Linked DNA regions of Mus musculus: region 1 is linked to region 2. Evidence: chromatin contacts called from public HiChIP or PLAC-seq data. All regions are on one chromosome and are shown on one strand. The core of a region is the stretch at or near the end of the contact, and the rest is flanking DNA. Distances in the headings are between cores, read along the strand shown. Region 1 overlaps Nomo1 (nodal modulator 1). Region 2 overlaps Lmtk3 (lemur tyrosine kinase 3).

Region 1 (5,584 bases), core at 1,761-4,260, 280 kb before region 2:
CACACATGAAAGCCAGGCATGAGTAGAGACCAGCCTATCATCCCAGAATGCTAGACTTGGAGACAGGATCTCTGGAGGTAGCCAGACTAGTTGACTTGATGAGCTCTGGAATCAGCAAGTGATCCTGCCTCTTTAAACGATGGGGAGAATGATTGAAGAACATAGCAGCCTCTGCTTCCACAGTGCACCACACATATATATCTGCACCTTACATGCGTGCAACATGTTCATACACATGCAAAAAGTAGATATTAGAACTAACATGCATTTGGTCATCTTAATATAGTTCAAAATGAACACGTACAGACATTAATATAAATAATATAACCAGTAGTATTCTGAGAGTGTTGTAACATCCTTAGAATGACTTCATGACCACAGGAAGGCTGGACAGTGGCTCCTGCAGAGGGAGAACTTGAGAGCTCAGAGCAGCCAGGAAAGGTAATGGAGAAACAGTTCACCAGGTGCCACCTTCCTAGTTAGAACCTGTGAGGTTTTCATCTTGGTTTTTCGAAAATAGCCACAGAGCAACAGACATGGCGGTGGGCTGTGCCCAAACTGAGAACATTCCTCAGACCAGATGACATCTCTGGCAGGCTCTCAGTTTCCCTGGGATGCCCTGTGCTCACACTAAATATCCTGTGTCCCCAGTGTCCATATGATAAGTACAACGTCTTTATGATCTGACCTAAGAAATAGCTACTCTCACCCCTCTGTCATTCTACTGGTCACAGGGGCCATGCACATTCTTGGGTGTTGTAACGGCTATTCCTGGTTGTCAGCTTGGCCGCATCTGGGATGAACCACAATCCAGAAGTGGAGGGCGTATCCATGATCCAGATCGTGAGGCTGGAAGACTCAGGCTTCTGACCCAGATCTTGACATGGAGATCTTGAGGCATAGTGGCCATGAAACATAGTGGCCATAGTGGCCCAGGCAGGGTACGTGCACCCCTTTAATCCCAGGAGACTGAGGCAAGCAGATCTGATTCAAGGCCAGCCTGGGGCAAAGCAAGTTCCAGATCCAGGCGTGGTGGCACACAGCTTTATTCTGAGCCGCACCTTCAGCTGGAGGCCCACGTAAGGACCTTGGGAGAAGGAAGGGCTCACTCTTCTTCATCTGCTTGCACTTACCTGCCAGCACATCTGCTGGAACCTACTTCTTCAGGATCCCAGCTTCTACAGAAGACCAGCTGAAACAACTGGCCTCGTGGGGCTGAGCAACTACTAGATTCTTGGACTTCCCACCCGCAGCTGCCCACTGTTGGGTCAGTCGGCCTACAGACTGAAAGTCATTACAATAAATTCCCTTAATATATAGAAACATTGCAGAAGTTCTGTCACTCCAGAATGTTGGGCCCCATTTTGACCCTGGTTTGGGCCTTGAGGACACACCTGAGCCTGGCTCGAGTTTCTGCAGCCTTGTGGGAGAGCCTAAGCCTGGCTTGAGTTTTGAGACCTGTCTCAGTCACTTCAGTGACTCAGCAAGACCTGTTTTGGCCCTGCCTCTGCCCCGCCTTTGCTGAGGTAGAGCTTTGCCATTGGCCCTGTCAGTCACCCCATATCCTCCATCACCCTTCCCCGCCTCCTATGTCATCTTACCTCACCAATAATCCCCCTCCCTATGTTCTGAACTTATATAAGGGAGAGGCTGACACCATAAAGTTGAGTTCCTGCTTCGACAAGTCTCCCCGCTCATTGTGTTTCTTTTGGGCTCACCATCCCGCTCAGCCCCAGAAAGATCCCGGCAGAGCCAAGATCCTGACTAATACAGAAGTGGAGACTATCCAGGGCAATGTGGATTCTAGGAGACTCATCCTGAGCCTGGTCTGCCTCCAGTACCCGCTGCAGCCAAGAGGCCACAAACATCCACATGTTTCTATCTTATCAACAAAAACCAAACAAAGCTAATAGAAAACACTTTATAAAGGCTATGTACTTAAGCTCAGTGCTTCATGGGATATGGAGCCCCATGGAGGGAAAGCATAGCAGGAGCGTGTAGCAGTTGGTCCTGCCACGTCCCCAGTCAGGAGTCAGAGACGTGGACTCTGCTCAGATCACAGTCTCCAATCCTAGCCCGTGGTCTGGGACCACCCACACTTAAGGTGCATCTTCCCACATGGATAACCTAATCTAGAAAATCCCTCAGAGGTGGACCAACATTTGTTTCCATGGCGATTCTAAATCCCATCAAGCTGACAGCACTTAACCATCACGGTAACAAGCAGCCTTGTCCCCTGAGCTTGACCAACGCTTCTCTCAGGCTACTCTGGCCTGTAGGGACTGGTTCTTCCTGGCTTTGGGTGCTCACTCATGTAACAGGAGAGACCAGGGGGAAAGCGTGAAGCTTGGATTGAAGAGCTATAGCTGGAAGCGTTTCGAGGTATCCTTCCTTAGTCATGTCTTAGGCTTGTTTTCTTGGCATTTTCTCATGTAGCCCGAGCTGGCCTTAAGCTCATTATGTAGCTGAGGATGACCCTGAATTTCTTATCCTCCTTCCTCCACCTGCCAAGTACTGGAGCACAGGGTGTACACCCACTTTGTGTGGGACCGTGAAAGGCAGCCTGTTTTCTGGTCGAACTAGGTTTAAACCCCGGACACCCAGCAGATAACTCTGCAAGGGACAGAAGGCCTGTTTGCCATGGTCCCAGACACTAACTAGGCTCCTGACATGAGGCCCCAGATCCATAATTCTGTGACCATCAGTCACATAGGGCAACACCCCAAGCTCCTGGTGATCTGTCTGGACTCCGCCCCCACAGTTACCTGGCAACAGCCAGGTGAGCTGGCCCACTATAAACGGGGCTGCTTGCCCCTCCTCTTACTTCTACACCTGCTTCCTGATTGCTTCTCTCCTGACCTCTTGCTTCCCTTCTCTCGGCATTCCCTTCCCAACTCTCTCCACGTGGCCACAGACTGTCTCTTCTCGTCAGGATCCGCTGTGCTGGAGCAATGGAGCAGGTCTTCCTCTAAAGAGCCGCGCATCTAAGCTCCCGCAGGAAGGCCTCTCAGCACTCCCAGTCACTGTCTACACCAACCCAAGCCACAGACCAAGCAAGGCAAAGACTCCCCTCCCTGCGGAAACCAGCCGGAGCTGGTTTCCTCCTGCCCTTTTCCCTTTGGCCCCGGGCCAGAGGCCCCACAGGCCCCCACTCTGTCCTCAGCTCTTGCGCCACTGGCATCTGTGGTATCCAAGAGCTAGAACCTGCAGTCCCTGTTATCTGTGTGGCTCGGGGACCCCAGAGCCAGCTCTTCCACGGCAACCAGAGGCATCTGTGGTGCCCAAGAGTCAGAGCCTGACTCCAGCAGTTCCACGGGGACCTCAGCCTGTGCTTCCCCACCCCCGGCGCAGGGTCCTGCAGCTTCTCACAGCCCGACGCCCACCTGGCGGCCACCTGGAATACACAAAGTCCTATGGCTACCTTTGCAGAGGGACAGAGCCCACTGACATCTAGTTGTCTCCCACAGGCTTTCAGCCTTTATAGAGTGTCAATTAAACGCCCCATTAGTACTTAAGGGGGGTGTTCACTGTGCTGTCACTTGGAGAGTTAGAATGGATACCCATATCCACACACCGTATAGATTATGTCTCATCTGTTCCAGAGGCTCATGAGGCTCACCTCCCCTGTGCAGCAAGCAAACCCACATGCGTGTCAAGTGGCCAGTTGACACAGATATACACAGACGGACAGACACCCCTCCCCAAGAAGTGAAATACTTTTAAAGCCCAGCACAACAGAGTTCTTCTGGCTTCTCTAAGATACAGGACGTACATCCAGGGACCACAGTGAGCTGAGCTCAGCCACAGGTTGGCTGTGCCACACAGGGCAGTCCCCACAGCCTCTGTCGCTGGGGCTGAATGCCCACCCGCTCTGTATGCACCCCACACTATGCCAAGTTACAACACAAACGAGTGGCTGACTTTATTCATCCAGCTGTTGACAGACCCTTCTGGGAGGGACAGATGTTGCTGCAGCTTCTGGCACGGGCCTCGAGTGCAGGGGGCGGTTTGGGGAAAGTCCAGAAGGCACAGCAGACCAACGCCATGTTTCCTGGACTCTTCTTGCAAACGAATGTGGAAGATTAGATTATGTTCTCACGCCACCAGCTCAGCTTAAATACTTCTCTGACAAAAATAATAATAATAAATTATCTTCAACTCAGAAAATAAATTGTGTTCAGCAGGGTGACAGGAGGGTCCATTCGTCGCATTGCACCACAGGGCTACACAGGAGAGGACAGACAGGCAGGACACCAACACAAGGGTGACAGGGCCCAGGGCCTGCCTGAAGTGAGTGAGCATGTGCCTTTGTCCCCAGGCAGGCGGCAGCCCTGGCTGTGTCATCTGCAGGAGACGGGGCCTCCTTCTTCCTCACGTGCGTCTGGTCTTCTGTTTCTTGGTTTGTCTCTTCATGTCTTCTGGGCCGCTGCTGTCAGAGGCCGCCTGGCCAAGGGCTCTGACTCCCTGAAGACGACTCGTCAGCTGCAGCAGCAAAGGAATGAGCTGGAATGAGAGAGACCATGAACACCTGGAAGGCGCCGTGCATCCCCTTATGGGAGCCCCGGGCCTGCAGAAGGCTGGCAGAGAGGTTTTACAGAGGCTGTGACTCTCTACAGGCAACACCTCCCTGAGGATTGGAAATGACATCACTGGAAGAAGATGTAGGAATTTGCCTCGTCTCCTCCAACCTTAACCTTCTACAACTTCCATGACACCGGGCACCCTCCCATAGCCTATCTCCTGCCCCCCGACTTCCCATGAGGCCTTGGCTTCCCTACCTTGTCATGGTTGTAGCCCGCCAACAGGAGCAGCAGCGTCAGAGGCAGGGCAATATAGGACCCCTGCGCAATGTCTTGTTCAGGGAGCTTCCTCTGCAACAAGACAGCCATGACTCCTTGTAAGTTATCACTCATCGACCACTGTCATCCAGAGCTTCAACCCACTCAGCCACCCACACTGGCACCCAAGGTTACCCACAATCCCTTGATATCCAAAAAGAAGCTAACTGGGGTGTGGGTGTGCATCACCCAAGCCCTGAAACTCAGATCTGGAATTCAGGCACAAGGAGACTCCAGTGGCTTAGAATTCTCTTACTATCACAAATAAGCTCACTCTGGCTGAGACGACCTTGAGCCTGTGACCCTCCTGGCCCTACCTCCTCAGTGCTGAGATTAAAGGAATGTGCCCATGCCTGGCTGATGTGTGCTAGGGATCTAGCTCAGAGCTCTGTGTGTGCTAGACAAGGGCTCTACACCAGTGCTGCTCCATCCCTGCTCTGCAGATTCTTGACTCAGCAACTCCCCCACCACCGTCAGTTCCAAAGACAGACTGACAACCACTCAAAAGCCCGAATGCCAGAGCTAAAAGCAAGCAGCTAGCTGTGTGCACCACCTGGGAACGAGCTGGATACACCGTGCTATGTGGTTATGAACACTGTCTTCCCCCAATTCCTCTATTGAGACCTGTCCCATCTGAAATTAAGATGACATACTGACAGAAGGGTGATTAAGTAATGAGAGAAGATCCTTCATCAATGGGGTCAGCACCCTTTGAAGTCCGGCTGAGAGGAGCTGGTTCAGCCACC
Region 2 (5,662 bases), core at 1,894-4,393:
GGGGGCTGGGTGGAGGGCCTGGGCCTCCTGTTTGGCACATGGTGGAGGAGAGGGAGGGCCCAGCCTCAGGCACCTCCCCAGAGGCTGTGTCAGTGTCAGGGGCAATGGCTCCATCGTCCACACAAGATTCTGCTCGCAAGCCCTCTTCTTGGGATGCAAAGGGGCTGGGTCTTTGGGGAGTCAGTTCTCCACGGGGCCTGAGAACAGAGAGTAGAGAAAGGATGGGAATCAGGGGAGACAGAGTCAGGGGAGACAGGCTTATGGTTTCCAACTCAAGGCAAAGGCCCAGGAAGCGGCACCATCCTATCCTCTCTGTCCTCATCCAGCCCTCTGCTCCAGGCACACTGCCCTCAAATGTTCCAGATACCGTTCTACTTCAGGGGCTTTTTGCATCTGCTGTTCCTAGTGTCTAAAATGCTCTTCCTAAGTGGTTCAGGCCCCCTCTTTTGAGGCCTTCCACAACCATTCTGGGTCCCCTGTCACCCTCAGACATCCTGGGTTATCACTTGCTTCCTCTCTTTTTTTCTCAGGTGTTCCTCTCGGGTACTGAGTATTTATTAAGTATAAGTTATTGTGGAAGAGCCCGGCGACTGCTCGCACCTTTATTGCATAGGCGGAATATGGGGCCTGTACCTAGGCCTGTGTCACACAGTGTCTTCACCAACAAATTGAGTGTGTGTGAGTGTGTGTCCCAGCAGCCACACATCACAGCCTGATTCATCCTCTGGACCTAGAGCACCAAGGCCCGTGGGGTGAGGGGTCCACCCTCCCCTGTTTACATTTCTGTGCTGACAGCCCAGGTCTGGCTACACAGAGGCACCAGAGCCCACTGCCCTTCTTGAGTGGAAAATGAGGTCCACTCCTTTTCAAAGTACACAGGATGAGTTCCTCACTCAGGACCTGGTGTCAAATAGAGGGTATGAGAGTGCCAAGGGGGCACTCACTGTGGTCTGGGGAGACAAACGTGTGTAAGTTTCCCCACCCATGCCCAGCGGGAGTATCTGTGTGAGTAGGCAAGGATTTGGGACTTCATACCACTGGGCCCTCCGTCTCCACTCCTGGTGACTAAGCGTGAGGTCACCTTGCTAGCAGCCTTGATCCTGACTCACTATCTAGCTGATGTCCCCACACCCTAGACCCACCCTGCCCTGTGCTCACAGGGGTCCTGAGATGGAGGTGTCAGGAAGTAACATTTGAGGTTAGATGGGGATGTAGTCCCAATCCTGTCTCTACCGCCCCTCCTCTGCCCCTGCCTTGCCCCTCCTCTCTTCTTGCGCTTAGTTCACAAACCTCTCCGGCTTAGCCTCTCCTCAAGCACCCAGCCTCTATTTGCTTCCATTCCCAGGCCCCAGGCCCTTCCCTGCTTACTGGCCTTCATGGTTCCCTAGGACCCTGTAGGCAAAGCTCTCCTAAATTTGTTATTATTTATTTACTAATTATTACTATTAGTAAATAGTATAGTATTGTATATTTTGGTTTTTCAAGACAGAGTTTCTCTGTGTAGCCCTGGCTGTACTGGAACTTGCTCTGTAGACCAGGCTGGCCTTGAACTCACAGATCTACCTGCCTCTGCCTCCCAAGTGGTGTTCACAATGCCCGGCCCCCAAGTCCTTTATAACTTGACCCATTTACTTAGCCGCGGCCCAACTCTGAACCCTGAGGAGCACCAGGCCTGTCTTCTGTTCTTGAACTAGCTAAACTCTTCTGCCTCCAGCCGTTGTGCAAGCTGTTCACACACCATCACAGGAGCTCCAGGCTGCATGATCGTGTGTGCGAGTGTGTGTGAGAGTGTGTGTGAGTGAGTTGAGTGTGAGCGTGTGTGTGTGTGAGTGTGTGTATGTGCGTGTGTGTGTGGTGTGTGTGTGTGTGACTGTGTGTGTGCGAGTGTGTGAGTGTATGACTGCGTGTGCGTGAGTGTGTGTGTGCGTGTGTGTGAGTGTGAGTGTGTGTGCGTGTGTGTGAGTGTGTGCGTGTGTGTGTGTGTGTGACTCTGTGTGTGTGTGTGTGTGTGTGTGTGTGTGTGTGTGTAGGGGGGATTATGCCACTTATACCCTCATAACACTCAGGATCAGGATCCATTCTCATTCCCATTCTACAGATGAGGATGCTAAGGCAGAAAGGGACACTGACTGGCCAACGTCACACAACTGAAAAAAGGCAGGGTTAATCCTGAAACTCAGAGGATCTGGGGAACTAACAGCTCCTTCCCCACATCCTGGGCGTTCAGCATGGTGGCCAGCAGGGGGCAGGAGAGAACTGATTTTCCATCTGCACAAGGACCCAATAGACGCGTACCACGAGAGGGCAGCACCCAGGGCCAGCAGCCGGGCCGGAATTATGGCTCTATGCTCCTTTCTAAGTGCCTCAGTTCTTTCCGTAAAAACCGTGGGACTAAAATCCACTGCAAGGATCGCAGTGAAATTGAGCGAGTAGCAATGTGTCAGGTCACTGTGAGCTCGCTGCTGTGATTCCTGTTCTCTGGGTGTCTGCCATATCCCCTGGCTTTAAGTGCCCTTGGAGAGGATATGGAGATCCACCAAGGTATCCGAGCTCAGAAATGGGAAAGATGGACAAGGGAGTGTGTACTTAAGGATCCTTGAAGAAGCAACTGAGGGTCAGAGACCGGTGTAACTGTCCAAGGCTGTGAATGGGAACCAACTGGTCTTAGCTGAGAGATGTCAATGTGACTGAGTGGGTGAATGGAAGAGAGAGAGAGAAGCGAGGTAAGGGAGGGCAGGTTGGGGAGGGGTGGGATAGGGTCCTGCTGGAAGCACTGTACCTGCGGGCCGGGCGTCGGGAGCCCGGGCGGGAGGCCCCGGGGTCTCCAGTGCAGGTGAGACGGAGAAGCGGGAGAAGCACAGGGGGGGGCCTGGCGGGGGGAGGAGGGGGAAATCCTCCGCCCACTCGAAACTGCCGCCTAGGGAGAAAGTGAACTAGACTTATACACCAGCTTAGCAGACCAGCACAAGGCCGCCTTTAGCCCTACCCTCCAGCAAGGCTCCATCCCTCCTCCCACTTCAGATACCTTTCCGCCCCCACCCGCCTCAACCAGCCCTTGCCTTCCTGAGCTCCGCCCAGGCCCCTCGGTACAGCTCCAGCCTACAAAGAGTGGATGGGTTCCTAGATTCAATCCTTCTCTTCCAGGTCACCCTTAGCCCTGCCCTTCCCACATGACACGCCCATTGCATAATAAGGCCACTCCCTCCACTCCCAAGCCCCGCCCTCCCGCAGCCCAAATCTTGGGTTCCGCCCCTCACCAAAGCCGCTGTCGCTGTTGGGAAACCCATCTCCTGGGGTGGTGGGGTGGGGAGGCGTCGGGGGCGCTGGGGGAGTTGATGGCTCCGTGTCCCCCTCGGGGGTGCCCTGGACGCTCAACTCGTTGGTTGGAGTCTCCTGTGAAAACAAGAGAAAAAGAATAGGAAACGTATTGTCACACCCAACCACGGCATCTCAATAATTAAATAAAACCCAACGATATTGCTGGGGCTTTCAGTACCCCATTTTGTAATTGCTGATGTATTGTATGGAGAAGTTAATGGAACTTTCATCTGCCTTCAAAAGTTCCTACAAGCTCTAATCTCACCCTGGTCTTTGTTCCTTACCTAACTATAAAGCCCCACCCAGCTCAGGAATTCCTAAATTCAGCGAGCAAGACGCTGTTCTAAACCCCGCAGCACCACCTCCAAGATCTTGGCGGCAGAGATCCAAACCTATGTCTTGGAGCTAACAGCCTGGTCCTGTAGCCTCCCAACCTCTAACTCCAGCCACGCACCAAGGGACAATTATCCCAGTCCCACTCAAACTCTCAAAGTCCCACCTTGAGTCTGGCAAGGTGGGGACCCCCTTAATTCCAGCGCTCAGGAGACAGGGTCAGGTGGGTCTCTTAAGTTTGAGACCAGCCTGGTGTACAAAGTGAGTTCCAGGACAGTTAGGGTTATACAGAGAAACCAAGATGCACATGGGTCTCCGAGTTCTAGGCCACCCTTCTCTACAAAGTTCCAGGACAGCCAGAGCTATACAAAGAAATCCTGTCTCAAACAAACAAACAAAATTGAAAAGTCCCATTTGGGCCAGGCAGTGGTAGCGCACGCCTTTAATCCCAGCATTTGGGAGGCAGAGGCAGGCGGATTTCTGAGTTCGAGGCCAGCCTGGTCTACAAAGTGAGTTCCAGGATAGCCAGGGCTATACAGAGAAACCCTGTCTCAAAAAAAAAAAAAAAAAAAAAGTCCCATCCCATTTTGGAATCCTTTGGTCTCATGACTCTGAACACTGCACCTGACCCTGTTTTCAACTATCTCACAACCTGGCCTCAAACAGTCTCACCCCAGGTTTACATAGCAAGGCTCAGGCAATAAACCTCTTTTTTTTTTTTTAAATATGGGGATTTCAGGTCCAGATGACTTTGGTAAGTTGATTATTTGTCTGTTTGAGACAGAGTTTCGGTATGTAGCTCTAGCTGCCCTGAACTATTCAGATTACATTAATTATAGATTGTCTCGACTCTGCCTCCTGAGAGCAAAGATTACTGATCTAGGCGACCAAGCCAAACTCACTCCATATTAAAGCTCCACGTGATGAGATCCGCCCCACTTAAAGCCCAGCCCCGGGAGGCTGGAGATGCTTAGAGGCTAAGGTGTAGGCCTTTTCCTGCCTACCAGAGTTTGCTGCCCAGCACCCACATCAAACACCTCCCTCCACCCACTGACAGGGCCACGCAAAGCTTTTGAAGCTTATTGGGGACACCCCCACTCAAGAATATACATAGGCACATATTAGAGTCAACTCCACAAGATTGTTGTCGATAAAACCAGGCCCCAAAGCACTAGGTTTCGCCCTCAGCAGACCCAGGCTCTGCAACCATTCTCTTGAGTAGTCTCTAATTTTATTCCTAGCCTGTCTAGGCTTCTTCTACCTGACAGCCTTCTAAACCCACCAACACTCCTCGGGTCTCTCCTTGATTTCCCGGCCCTTTCGTAGCAAAAGCCCCTATCCCATTCCTGGTTCTACTCCTGCTATGCCCGTTCACCCCGTCCAGTGCCCCCCACCCCCACCCCGGCCGCTGCCCCAGGCCCCGCCCACTTGCCGCCACTTCCTTCCAGGCTCCACCCACTGAGCCGGCTACCCAGGGCACTAGAACACGTAAATCCCTCTGGGCCCGCCCCCTTCACCTGGACCACCCGGAGGTCCATCTCCCTGCAGTCCGGGTGCTACGTGCACTAAGTGTAGCCCCCTCACCTGGTCGAAGAGGTAGACGGTCACGTCCCCGTGGAAGGAGACCATCTTGCGCTTCCTCTCCAGCTCGCTGTCCTCTGGCTCGTCGGCCGCGCGTGGAGACTTGAGCAGCCCCCGCAGCGGGCGGACCGTGTCCCCGTCGGCGCTGCTCACCACGACGGGCACTGGGGCTTCCCGCGTCCTCCCGGGATCCCGAGAGCCCGCTGCCTCCTCGTCCTCCTCGTCCTCGTCCTCGTCCTCCCCGTCCTCCTCCGCTGGCCCCGGCGCCCCCGCCCCGCCGGCCTCCCCGCCAGCTGCCCCTGCGTCCGCGCCCTCCCAAGGTGGCCGCCGCGGGCCCGGGCCCGGGAACGGCGTGAGCGTGAGCGGTGGGAGCGCCAGCGAGAGCCGGGAGAGTTTGGCTGCAAGGGGAGAAGACAGGTGAGCTCCAGCC

The links. HiChIP or PLAC-seq counts read pairs in DNA pulled down with a chosen protein or histone mark.
Region 1: a contact with region 2 is called in an H3K27ac HiChIP or PLAC-seq map of embryonic stem cells, with 5 read pairs. The contact joins two enhancer-like sites.

The regions. Positions count from the first base shown.
Region 1 is chr7:46,082,522-46,088,105 of GRCm38.p6, reverse strand. Nomo1 (nodal modulator 1) reads right to left here. Exons shown (of 31, transcript NM_153057.4): 30 at 4,779-4,871; 31 at 3,894-4,503. The coding sequence ends at 4,372. Among named protein-coding and RNA genes, the nearest start is that of Kcnj11, 15 kb to the left of the region's middle. Within about 2 kb of position 3,010, at least 39 of the 459 cell types and tissues checked have an H3K27ac peak or open chromatin away from gene starts, as enhancers often do. A contact at or near this core is called in embryonic stem cells, where this site is marked.
Region 2 is chr7:45,798,167-45,803,828 of GRCm38.p6, reverse strand. It overlaps Lmtk3 (lemur tyrosine kinase 3), which reads right to left. Exons shown (of 15, transcript NM_001290990.2): 12 at 5,236-5,630; 13 at 3,258-3,393; 14 at 2,780-2,917; 15 at 1-197. The coding sequence ends at 181. Among named protein-coding and RNA genes, the nearest start is that of Cyth2, 13 kb to the left of the region's middle. Within about 2 kb of position 3,143, at least 142 of the 459 cell types and tissues checked have an H3K27ac peak or open chromatin away from gene starts, as enhancers often do. A contact at or near this core is called in embryonic stem cells, where this site is marked.